2 separate regions of the Danio rerio genome follow, and region 1 is linked to region 2. The links are chromatin contacts, called in public Micro-C maps. All regions are on one chromosome and are shown on one strand. The core of a region is the stretch at or near the end of the contact, and the rest is flanking DNA. Distances in the headings are between cores, read along the strand shown.

The links. A called contact is a pair of places that touch in the nucleus more often than the background predicts.
Region 1: a Micro-C map of caudal fin shows a contact between it and region 2, with 9 times the contacts expected there. The contact joins two enhancer-like sites. A contact is called at or near these places in 3 of 18 Hi-C or Micro-C datasets (caudal fin, embryo and hematopoietic stem cells) and 1 of 4 datasets of contacts at active chromatin or transcription factors (caudal fin).

Annotation. Positions count from the first base shown.
Region 1 is chr24:15,216,357-15,221,798 of GRCz12tu, forward strand. It overlaps a transcript of eya1 not described here. Among named protein-coding and RNA genes, the nearest start is that of msc, 37 kb to the left of the region's middle. Within about 2 kb of position 1,840, at least 12 of the 62 cell types and tissues checked have an H3K27ac peak or open chromatin away from gene starts, as enhancers often do.
Region 2 is chr24:15,614,399-15,619,856 of GRCz12tu, forward strand. No RefSeq gene overlaps it. Among named protein-coding and RNA genes, the nearest start is that of xkr9, 60 kb to the right of the region's middle. Within about 2 kb of position 3,758, at least 4 of the 62 cell types and tissues checked have an H3K27ac peak or open chromatin away from gene starts, as enhancers often do.

The DNA.
Region 1 (5,442 bases), core at 590-3,089, 400 kb before region 2:
TTAGTGTTTTATTTGAACCTTGGCGTTTTTCTGATTAACACTGAATAATGCTAAAGTTATTTCTGTAATCTCTAAATTTAGCCAACCGCTGTCTGTAGTTTATGCTATGAGGAACAACATCCAGTGGTTTGAATTAATTGAATTCTTCAAATATTCTTTAGTTTAGCTTTCCGTTTCTCAGGTGGAACACATTTTCATTAATATAGAGCCATGATTTGGCCATTTGCCCATGAGGAAGTCCAAATTTTTGTGTACTGAAAGCACATTTCAGAGACAAAATTTCCATGAACAGGAAGGAACTGCGGGTCCAAAGCCAAACAGCACAGTTCACTGAAGGTTTCTTTGTAGTTTAACCAAAAGCACTTACTGCAAACCCATGGCAGGCCAAGATCTTTGAGCTTATGGAAGACTTGGAAGACAAATTTTATTTGTTATCTAATATCCATTCAGTCAACACCAAGGAATAAGAAAATGTTAAACAGGGCCTGTTATGTTGATTATCAGTTTAACATCTGCATTATTTTAGTTTCATTCAAAGCAAGCAGGTCATACAATCTTATGTCGTTAGCTATATAGTGATAAAATAAATCATAAAAAAAGGTCACACTTTATTTAGACGGTCTGCTTGTTGAATTTGTTACATTGCATCTACATACCAACTAATTCTTATTTTATTAAAAATAAAGGGTTAGGGTTAGTGTACATTGACATGTTCTTGCAAAATTTCTTATAGTCAGTTAAATGTCTGTTGAAGGAGCAGTATCAACAGATATTAAGCAGACCGTCCACTAATACTCAAATAGACCATCTAAACAAAGTGTAGCCTAAAAAAAGCAAAATAATTTGTACAACAAATCACTGAAGTGCCGAAATAAGTTCAAAATACACAATTTGTATTTATTTTAAATGGATAGCATTTGTAATTTTTTTTAGAGAATACCTCTCTACTAGAATAACATTTAAATAAAACAAATTCCACAGCTTTATTCATATCCATTCTGAATGTGTTTACAGAGGACTTTTATCGTTTGTCTGATTTAGATATTTTGTTGCCAGATACTTATTATGATTATTTTTTTTTCTTGTATTAAATGGTAATTTTCCAAATCCTTCTTGCCAACAAAATGAAAACCAGAATTTTGTTCCAAGGTCTATGCAATGATCCAATTTCTGTTCTGGAAGCATGCAAATTAGTTCCCATTTATGAAAAAAAAAAAAAAAAACTAATTTGCATAAATAAGTGATTTACAAAGTTTAATGTTTAAATTTTCTGAGTTCAGGTAACTGTGGAATAAATGAATGCCTATAACTTTCATATTGTACTTGTTAGACATGTAAGGCTATCACAATATTATAATAATATATAATGTAACCTTAATAAAAACAACACATAATATATTATATACAATATATACAATTTGATAATTTAATAATTTATATAAAATAATATCTTAATAATAATTTATATAATGCATATTTAGTATACATGCAGTGCAGCAAAATGTTTCAAAATATTACACCACCAGCATGACTGACCAATCAGAAACGAGCATATCAGAGCTTTATATAATACAACGTTGCATGTTTACACTGGCAAACAATAAGCCCCTTGCCACACACTGCCTCTGAAGATGACTTTCTGTTCGGAGTGCCAAGTCACTTCCCTGAGCTCAGTGTAATCCACAACTCCGTCCGATACGGAGCGTCACGAAACATGGCAGACTGTGAGAAAGTTTGGTGGTGCGCTGAAGGTCACTGCGAATATTACAGGGTGTGCGATGTGCTTGGCTGGAGACTTCCTGCTGGGACGGGGGGAGATGACACAGTTTTCTTTTAGGCAGGTGATAGAGTTTCCGCACAAGAGCAAGGCGCTCTTCTCTCCAGAGAATGGAGCCTCTTTGTGGCTGGATGTGCTCCGAGAGGAAGGTCAAAGCAGCGGAGGGAGGGGTGATGAGGTTGAGCATTGACAAGAAAACATTTCATCAGATATTGCCCTCACTTCCTATTGATTTCTTGCCCGCTCGCTCCTGTCTTTCTCTCCTCGCAATTATTATTTCAGAGTTCCAGGGGTGGCGTTGGCAGCATTTGTGAGCATTTTCTTATGGTGGCCTGATTTTGGATACTGATATTTGCCTGCAAGGTATGCGTTATTCACTGCTAGCTGTTTACAAGAAAAGGGTGGGAGCCACTGCTATTGTGGACGGAACAAAAGGGTTTAGGCGAGCTCCTAAAGGCCATTGTTGTTCACAACGCCACACATTTCACTAGTCTCCAGGGCTAAGGTGTGTTTGGGAATAATGCCACCTGTGAAAATGCTCTAAGTGTCAGTTTTCACAACACTGAAGTATCGCAAAACAAAACTATTATATCAATGCTATGGACAAACAGTACCTGTACACAATGTTAACCGCTGACAGAATTGATTTGAGAATGCCTTTTTGGATTGCAGTTTTGCCTCAACTGTAAACTAAAATTGATATAATCATTCTAAGAATACTAAAAAATAAAATCATATTTAAGAATGAGGAATAATTTTGTTTGAAAAAAAAAAGTTTGTCTTGATATTACCACACCACAAACAATTAGGAGTTTCTACTGTGGCCACTTAGTTTACTCAAAATTAAGATTTACTTACTATTTTCTCACCCTCAAGTGGTTATAAACCTATATTATCTTATTTCTTTTCTTTAATAAAGGTCTTGAAGGAAGCTAAAAACCCATAACCACTGACTTTCATAGAAGGAAAAACATACTGTAGAAGTTAAAGGTTACAGGTATCAGTAACACTGTTTTGATGGTCTGTTTAAGTATTAGTAGACTGTCTGCTTAATATCTGTTGATACTGACATTTAACTGACTATAAAAAAAAAAAAAAAAAACTTTTCAAACACGTCAACTTACACAAACCCTAAGCCCAACCTAACAGTCTACTTATCTAATGAGAATTAGTTGGTATGTAGATGCGATGTAACTTAAATCAACAAATGGACCATCAAAATAAAGTGTGACTCAGGCATCCAATATTTTTCAGATAATAATTTTTTGTCATCAAAGATCAAGTTATCAAAGGTCTGAAACTAGTTAACTGAGTAAATGAGTAAATAATCAAATTTTCATTTTAGGTTATCTATTTCTGTAAATAGCCTTTAAATTAAGTATTTTACCATTAGTAGCAATATCAAGAAAGAATTTAGGCGGAATTAAGACAACTCATCAATTAAGATCTAACAAACTGACAAATTAAAACAGGGCCTTTAATAAAAGAGATATAGGTAATGAAGTGTATTTGATCATTTTAATTTTATTCTAACTTCTAACTAAAACAAATAGTTGATTAATTACTCTGTCAGTCATGTGTAGTTAGTTGGTCATATGCTTTACTTAATGTGTATTGAACCACGAAGTTAAAGACTATGACAAAATTGCTAGTCACTATTGAGAAAATCTGACACCGCATTATGACACAAGTGTTCTTACAATGGACCAATGATCAACTATTGAAACAATATAGGGAGCAAACAGGAGTAAACTAATCCCAGGATTTTTAAAAATTTTATTATTATTTTTTTATTTATTATCTTTTTTGTTGTTGTTGTTGTGTTCAAGCAACTTTGGTCAGACCAAGAACAAGAAATTTTATATAAACAATTCAAAAAAGTTATTTTTTTACTACTCTACATCTACAAAATTATTTATAAACTATGTACAAAAGTAGTAAAAAAAAGACATAAAATTTACATTCCATCGCATGTTAAATTCTTATTTTTATGTAAATAGTAGTGCTTGTTATAAATGATGTATCTGTGCAATTTTATTTTGTAAAATAATTATTTTCCTCTCTATAATCTGTTATAAAATACCACAACCTTCACCCCCCCTGCTTTAAACAAGTTTTCCTAAATTCTGGTCATATGGCATGCCTTTTAGGCAGGGCTACTGGTTAATCCTGCCTTTGTCCATTTGCCAATCTTTTTCATTTAGTTAGCAACACCCATCGATAATTCAATTGGTTCCCAAATGATAAAATACTGTTTTACATAAAGTGTTCCAAATATTTCAGATGAGATTTTAATGTGTGTTAAATGTTTTATCCAGGAATGTATTCACCCATCATTCATATTACCTTAACTAATAAAAATGTACTCTTTTGTTCCACAGAAGGAAAGAATTTCATACAAGCTTAAGAAAACATGAGGGTGAGTAAATTATCATTTTCATTTTTGCTTAAAGTATCCGTTTCATTTATATATAATTATTTACCAAATTTATGGATTAAGTTGTCAGGATACTTAATTTCCTGTATACCTGTCAAAATAGGCTACTCTGAATAGTAACTTTCCAGTTCTTTTAAATAGATGCACTAGTTTACCCCAAAATGAAAATTTACTTCCATTTTCACAAAGGAATATATATTGGACAATGTTGGAAGCCGGTAAGCATTGGCACATTAGGAAAAAACAAATACAGTACTAGAAGTCAATGGTTACTAGTTTTCAAGATCATCTTTTGTTTTCAATAGAAAGTGAAGGGTGAGTAAATAATAACAGATTTTATTTTTATATAAACTATCCCTTTAATTTGGAATTAAATTCCAGTTTAGCTTCCAGTGTGTTTTGGCCATCAATTCGAATTCCAAAGCTAGCTCTTGAACCATTGCCCAACCCTGAAACCAAGATGTTTTTGCAGTCATTAATAAGACACAGGTACGTCCAGGAAGGGTGAGGTGCGTCAAATCCGACAGACACCTGCTTTATGAAACCCGAACTGTGTTTCTTTCTCTTCTTTATGGGCCAGTTTCATTACAAACATCTCCTGAAAAGCTTTCAAGCAGTGAGCCATTTCCCCTCCAGACACATATTTTCTCATCCATCAAGTGACGATACAATGACGGCCACAGGATGACAATGGGGATAATATTTTTTTCCTCCCACAATGGCTTTTGGTTCCCCGCTTTTGGCAAGATTCTGGCTACTATAAATACTCCCTGTTCCCATCGCCGTGGTTCACAGACACTGCTCTCTAAGTGAAGATGAGGCCCAGTGTGGCTTCAGGCCTGAGCTGTCAGCGCTCCATAGGGATTACTAAGTCACAGTCACCGTATTGTTCTGTAGGCTACAATGGGCCCATGGAGCTCTGGCCTTTGTCTACGAGTCCGTTGTGAACTTCAGAGATGATAACAAAGGTGTGTCACACCTGTTAATGTGGATTTAACCCTTTTTTTCCTCTCTCGCTCTTATCTTTTGTCAGATTCATGGTTTAGCCTTTGGCTGTGTCCACCACATCAAACATAGGACTTGCTAGTCATGAGTTCCTCAGTAGTCATTTGGTTACAATGAGGTCTCACACATGCATATTACTTATTGGTGACGTAGTGGTTTTATTTAATGGTTCTGACCACCTCTGTGGTTAATTAAATCAATGACGCAACCTTACATCAAATTC
Region 2 (5,458 bases), core at 2,508-5,007:
AAAAGGGGGTCGCAGCTTTACACAGAACGGGGGGATGGAGCTCCAGACTTAGACGGAAAGAGAAAGAGAACGACAGAGGCAACAGCAAATCCATGAGCAAGCGAAACCACTGTTTTTAAATAGCAAGTATCTGGTGTCAGCCAACTGAGGCCCGCTCCATCAATATGTTACTTTGCCCTTGTCTGCTCCTGATATCTTTATCTTGTCAGGTCCTCTCCTGTATTTTCCACCTCGATAGCTTCCGTCTGGGTTCACTAGGTGTTGCACAGATGGGGAAGTTCTGGTTCTGGTGAAGACCTGCAAAATCAGACAGCCATATCAAACCAAGCGCTACGTCAATCTCCTTTCCACTGGGGCCTCGTTATACAGCCATCACTTTTTTCAGGGGCTTTTTTAGGAGAGTAATTATAGCATTACCATTGGTTTGGTCAAAACAGTGAAGAGTGTGTTTTCTAAAGAGTATATTTTTCTTACCTTTCATTTACTTTAAATGAGACTCAAGGTGTAAATTCGCCAACACAGCATTTATTTTGCTCTGCGAGCAAATGCAAGAGGCTGTTTGATGCTTGTTAGTGACGTCATTTAGCAACTAAAGAAACTGAACACTTAAATTTGTGTTTGGTCAACATTATGGCAAAGTTTTTAGTGCCTTGAAAAGTACAAGCATTAACGTACAAGCGAGAGTAATTACAGTGGCATCTGGATATGTTTCTACAAGCACTAAATGTTACACAGATGTTCTGAATAAGCCTATGTTGATTCAGCTTATATATTGTGCGTGTATGCACACGGACAGACTCACACATATGTATACGTGTGTGTGTGTGTGTGTGTGTGTGTGTGTGTGTGTGTGTGTGTGTGTGTGTGTGTGTGTGTGTGTGTGTATATATATATATATATATATATATATATATATATATGTGTGTGTGTGTGTGTGTGTATGTATGTATGTGTATATGTATATGTATACATACAGTGCCCAGCATAATTAAGTACACCCCACTTTGAAAATAAATAATTTTATTCATTTCCCAGTGAATATAGGTAATCTATTTTAGTGAATTTAAATAAAACTGGTTTATTAAACAGATATATTTTTAAAATAATAGTTTAATCAGCAAACATATTCAGAAATTGAAAGATAATACAATTAAATTCAAGCTAAATGTTGAAAAAAAATTCCAACCTACAAAATTTAAACAAATTTTTACTTATATATGTATTTATTTATTTATTTATTTATTTATTTATTTATTTATTTATTTATTTATTTATTTATTATTATTACTATTGCTTCTCTTGATTTTTCCTCTTTTTTAAATTTGTATTTAATATTTTAATATAACACATAAATTTGGGTGTACTTGTTTTTGGACTGTTATTTTGTTAGATAAGCTCCAGATTTGGCTTCACTACTGACTAATCTAATGTATATGCACACATATAATATTATATTTCCATTTTAAATAAATATGAATTTAAAAGCATATAGCCTTACAAATATAAAAAGTGTAAATATTGTGCTATTTATTGTGCATTATTAAAGTTGTTTGCAAATAATTAAAGTATACCTATTTAGTTTTACTAAAATGCTTACTATTTCAGTCTTTAGAGGAAAACTGTAAAAACATTTATAATACAGTTGTGCATGTAATATTGCTTGTGTTAAGATATGTTAGAAATACTATTTCAATCTTAAGAAAGATTCTACGTTTTAGGCAGATTTGACGTTTCTTTTCAATTGCTTTTTAGTTCTATTTTGATTGTTTTTTGTAAAATGTCTAGCAGTAGTACCCTACACCTATAGGCCTATTGTTTCTTTTTCAGTATATGTAGCCTATATGACACAATAAATAACTAAAAATCATCGATTCTTGAACTCTTTGTTTAAAATAAACAATGAAGCTGGATGGGAAAGACTTTGCGTAATTGAACTTGACGTGGGAAGCTTCCCCTCTTTCCTGTAATTTCAAGCTTTGCGCGTGATGAAAATAGGAGTTAGCATTGCTGAATTGACAGATGAGGCTCAGACGGAGCCGTTGATGGGGTCAAACATGTCGTTGCCGGGTCACCCTTACCTTTTGATGATAGGGATTTTTAAAGAGGCACAAATGAGGCAAAGCTAACCTAAACCTTCAGAGTGAGACGCGTCCTCGTGACTGACTGACACCTGTCAATCTTCATCACGCCGCCGCTCCTTCTATCGGCGAGTTTTTGCTGACTGAAGTTCCTCTTCCCTGTCCGGTTCTTCTTTTAATGAGTGTGACTGGTTTAGTCACGAAGCAGACTGAGGTTTTAATAGCTGTCAGTTACCTGCTAGCACTCGATATCCCTCCAGCCTGCCTGAGCAGATGGCTATCAATTTCCAGTTGTGAAAATCAAGCTTATACAAACACTAGGACCAGGACGCATAGTCTTTAATATCCCTTTTTGATTGATTTGGTTTGTGGTGGAAGTGAGGGTAGATTTTTTTTTTTTTTTTTTTTTTGGTTCGGCCGGCTGTCATGCTCCAAGAGTTCTGTGAAAATCATTAAATATGAGCATATGAGCAATGGTCCGTCTCATCCGGGTCGAGCAGCAGGTGAGATCTTCTCCTGCAACTCAGTTAAACGAGAATTCACTGATGAAACATTAGTAGGATGTTAAATACCTGTATATTTAGTCGGAATTATAAATAAGGTTAAATGTTTTTAAAAATGTGCAGGAATTTGTGTTTTTATTTATTTAAAGTAATGATCTGAAGGAATGAGCGCGTTTTTCTTCAATACAGCTTGATATCACTATTGTTTATTATTATTATTATTATTATTATTATTATTATTATTATTATATTTTATAAGAGCAGCCTACTTACACTGAAGCAGTTAGTCTATACTGACGTTTGTCAATCTTCTAATTATTGTGGCTAAAGAAAAAGCTTGCAAAATAATAAATAACATGGTTTAGTATACTTGTTTGGTCATTTATAAATTCACAAAAAAAATATTTTAAATAAATAAATAAATAATACTTTGCCGCCTTCCTAAGGAGGGAAATATTAAACCTAGTCTGTATTAACAGGGTATTTGACGCTACGCAAGCATTACAATATATACAGCGTACACTTACAGTTACAGTAAAACCCGAACAAGTGAAATTGGCACATGCACTGTAAAAAAAAAAAAAAATCATGGTTGCCTTAAATTTTTAAGTTGAATCAAATAACCTTATGAGTCCATTGAACTTACATTTTGTTAAACTGGTCTAAAACACCTTGTGTAACCTATAAAATTAAGTTAGAATATAATTAACTTAGTTTAATAAGCACTAATTAAAACATACCGTCATAAATAATTTATCATATATTTTTTTACAGTGTGGAAAAGCAACTAATGTATTATCTTATAGCACTAAGCAATTAGCTACTAAAGGCTAAAACAAAGAAGCTAAAAATGTACAGATAATTTATTAATAATAATATTAATAATAATAATAATAATAATAACCATGATATTATGTTTTAATACACATTGTTTCATCCAAACCTATTTATTTTGGATTGAAGTGTCGGACATTTGTGTTTTCATTAAACGCTTTATTTCTGAGAAATGTACATTGTTTTACGAGGGAAATTTAAACTAAGCGCCATCATGTTTATAGAAATTCAATCTTCTCTTTACAGACGCAGTAGTGCTCGCGCCGCTCTCACAGTGAAGTTGTGGCACATGCGGCGCGCGCACAGTGTGTGGCGGTGACATGACGAGCCGCGCGGCCTCCAGACCACAAAAAACCACTTCCCTGTCATATAACCCCGTACGAACCACTTCCCTGTCATATAACCCCTATATTTCTGCTCCAACAGGGAAAAGAGACACACGACGAAGCAGCGTTTATTATAGGCGACATGTGTAGGACATGGACATGTGATTTAAAGATCAGTAGCCTAATTGCAATGCACTCATTTAGAATGAATGTGACCAGTAGTTCTAATATAACTCAGCAAATAAATACAAGTAAAATCTAGGCTACATCAAAGCAGAATACATTCTATGAAAAAAAAATTCTAGAATCTGATCTTATATTCAAACAAGCATTTTCGTATTTTTATTTTATTTTTTTTTTTTACATTTTTGTGTACAGTGACAGTGCATGTGTTTAGCTGGTGTGCCCACAGTCACGGATGTGCAAAGTTATTGTAAGATGAAAAATTTTATTTTCTGCGGTAGGCCTATTGACGCATTCAAAAATGTTTTAGACAACACCATATGTGTATATGTATTTAAATAAAAAAGTAATCATGTAGCGAGATATGTACTGTAAACGGGAGCGATTATTGCAAATATATGTAAGCTATTACTATTTAATTAATTGTTAAATTATTAAATTATTCGCATAAATGCATTCTTAAACGAAATTATATTTTCCTGTTGTATTGCACATTTTTTAAAGAAACCGAAAGAAAGAAACACGTATTTACATGTTATCTATAGTCCAATAATTGAGATATTTAATATATTTTTAAGAACCGACAGATTACTGTTAAAAACTATTTGTTTAAACACCATTAAATTTGCCAGTGATTTTAAAATCATTGTCTAGGACTGAATTGCGACTGGAAGAGCATCCGCTGTGTAAAACATATGCTGGATAAGTTGGTGGTTCATTCTGCTGTGGCAACCGCTGTTGAATAAAAGGACTAAGCCCAAGGAAAAGGAATTAATTAATTTTAAAATCAAACTTTTTCTTTTTCAATATCTTTGGAACTGCAGACTCTAATGTAAACACAAATACAAACCCAACAGTTGGGTTGAAAAATTATTATTATTATTAATTTTTTTCTAAGTAGGCCTACTAACCAAACCTCCATAATAACCCACCGCTGGGTTAATACAACCCCGCACTTGTTTGTGTAAGCGAGCGAATATTTAATGATATTATTATCATTTTTTTAATGATTTAAATAATGTTCTGTGATTTAGTTTTTCATTGACATGTTTATGATTTATTGATTGATAAAATAGATTCTAAAGAACTTCTAACGTCAACAAAGCAGTAGGTCTAATTACTGAAGAGAAGTTATTATGATAATGAAGCCGGGTCGCATTGCACTGTCCTTAAAAAAACAAAGAGGACTCCTAGCCTTAGGTTTAGGATCAGTTTCATGAAGATTCACTGACATCTTCTGGATGAGAGTGGGAAATACCTACATGTCGACTGTGTCTTAAAAACTACCTAGCAGCCTACTTAGAGACTATTTCCAAGCATATAATTTATGTTTAAAAAATAAATAAATAAATTCAGAGTGACCTTAGAGCATGACATTTAATGGGATCAGAGACATAAATGAGTTTTCTAAAATCAAATCTATATGAAAAATAAAATGCTGTAGTAATTCATAGGAAATGTTAGTGTTTCTAAACCATATTTGTATTAGTCTGCATGTATGATAGTATTTACAAATATTTTTTAATAGGCCTAA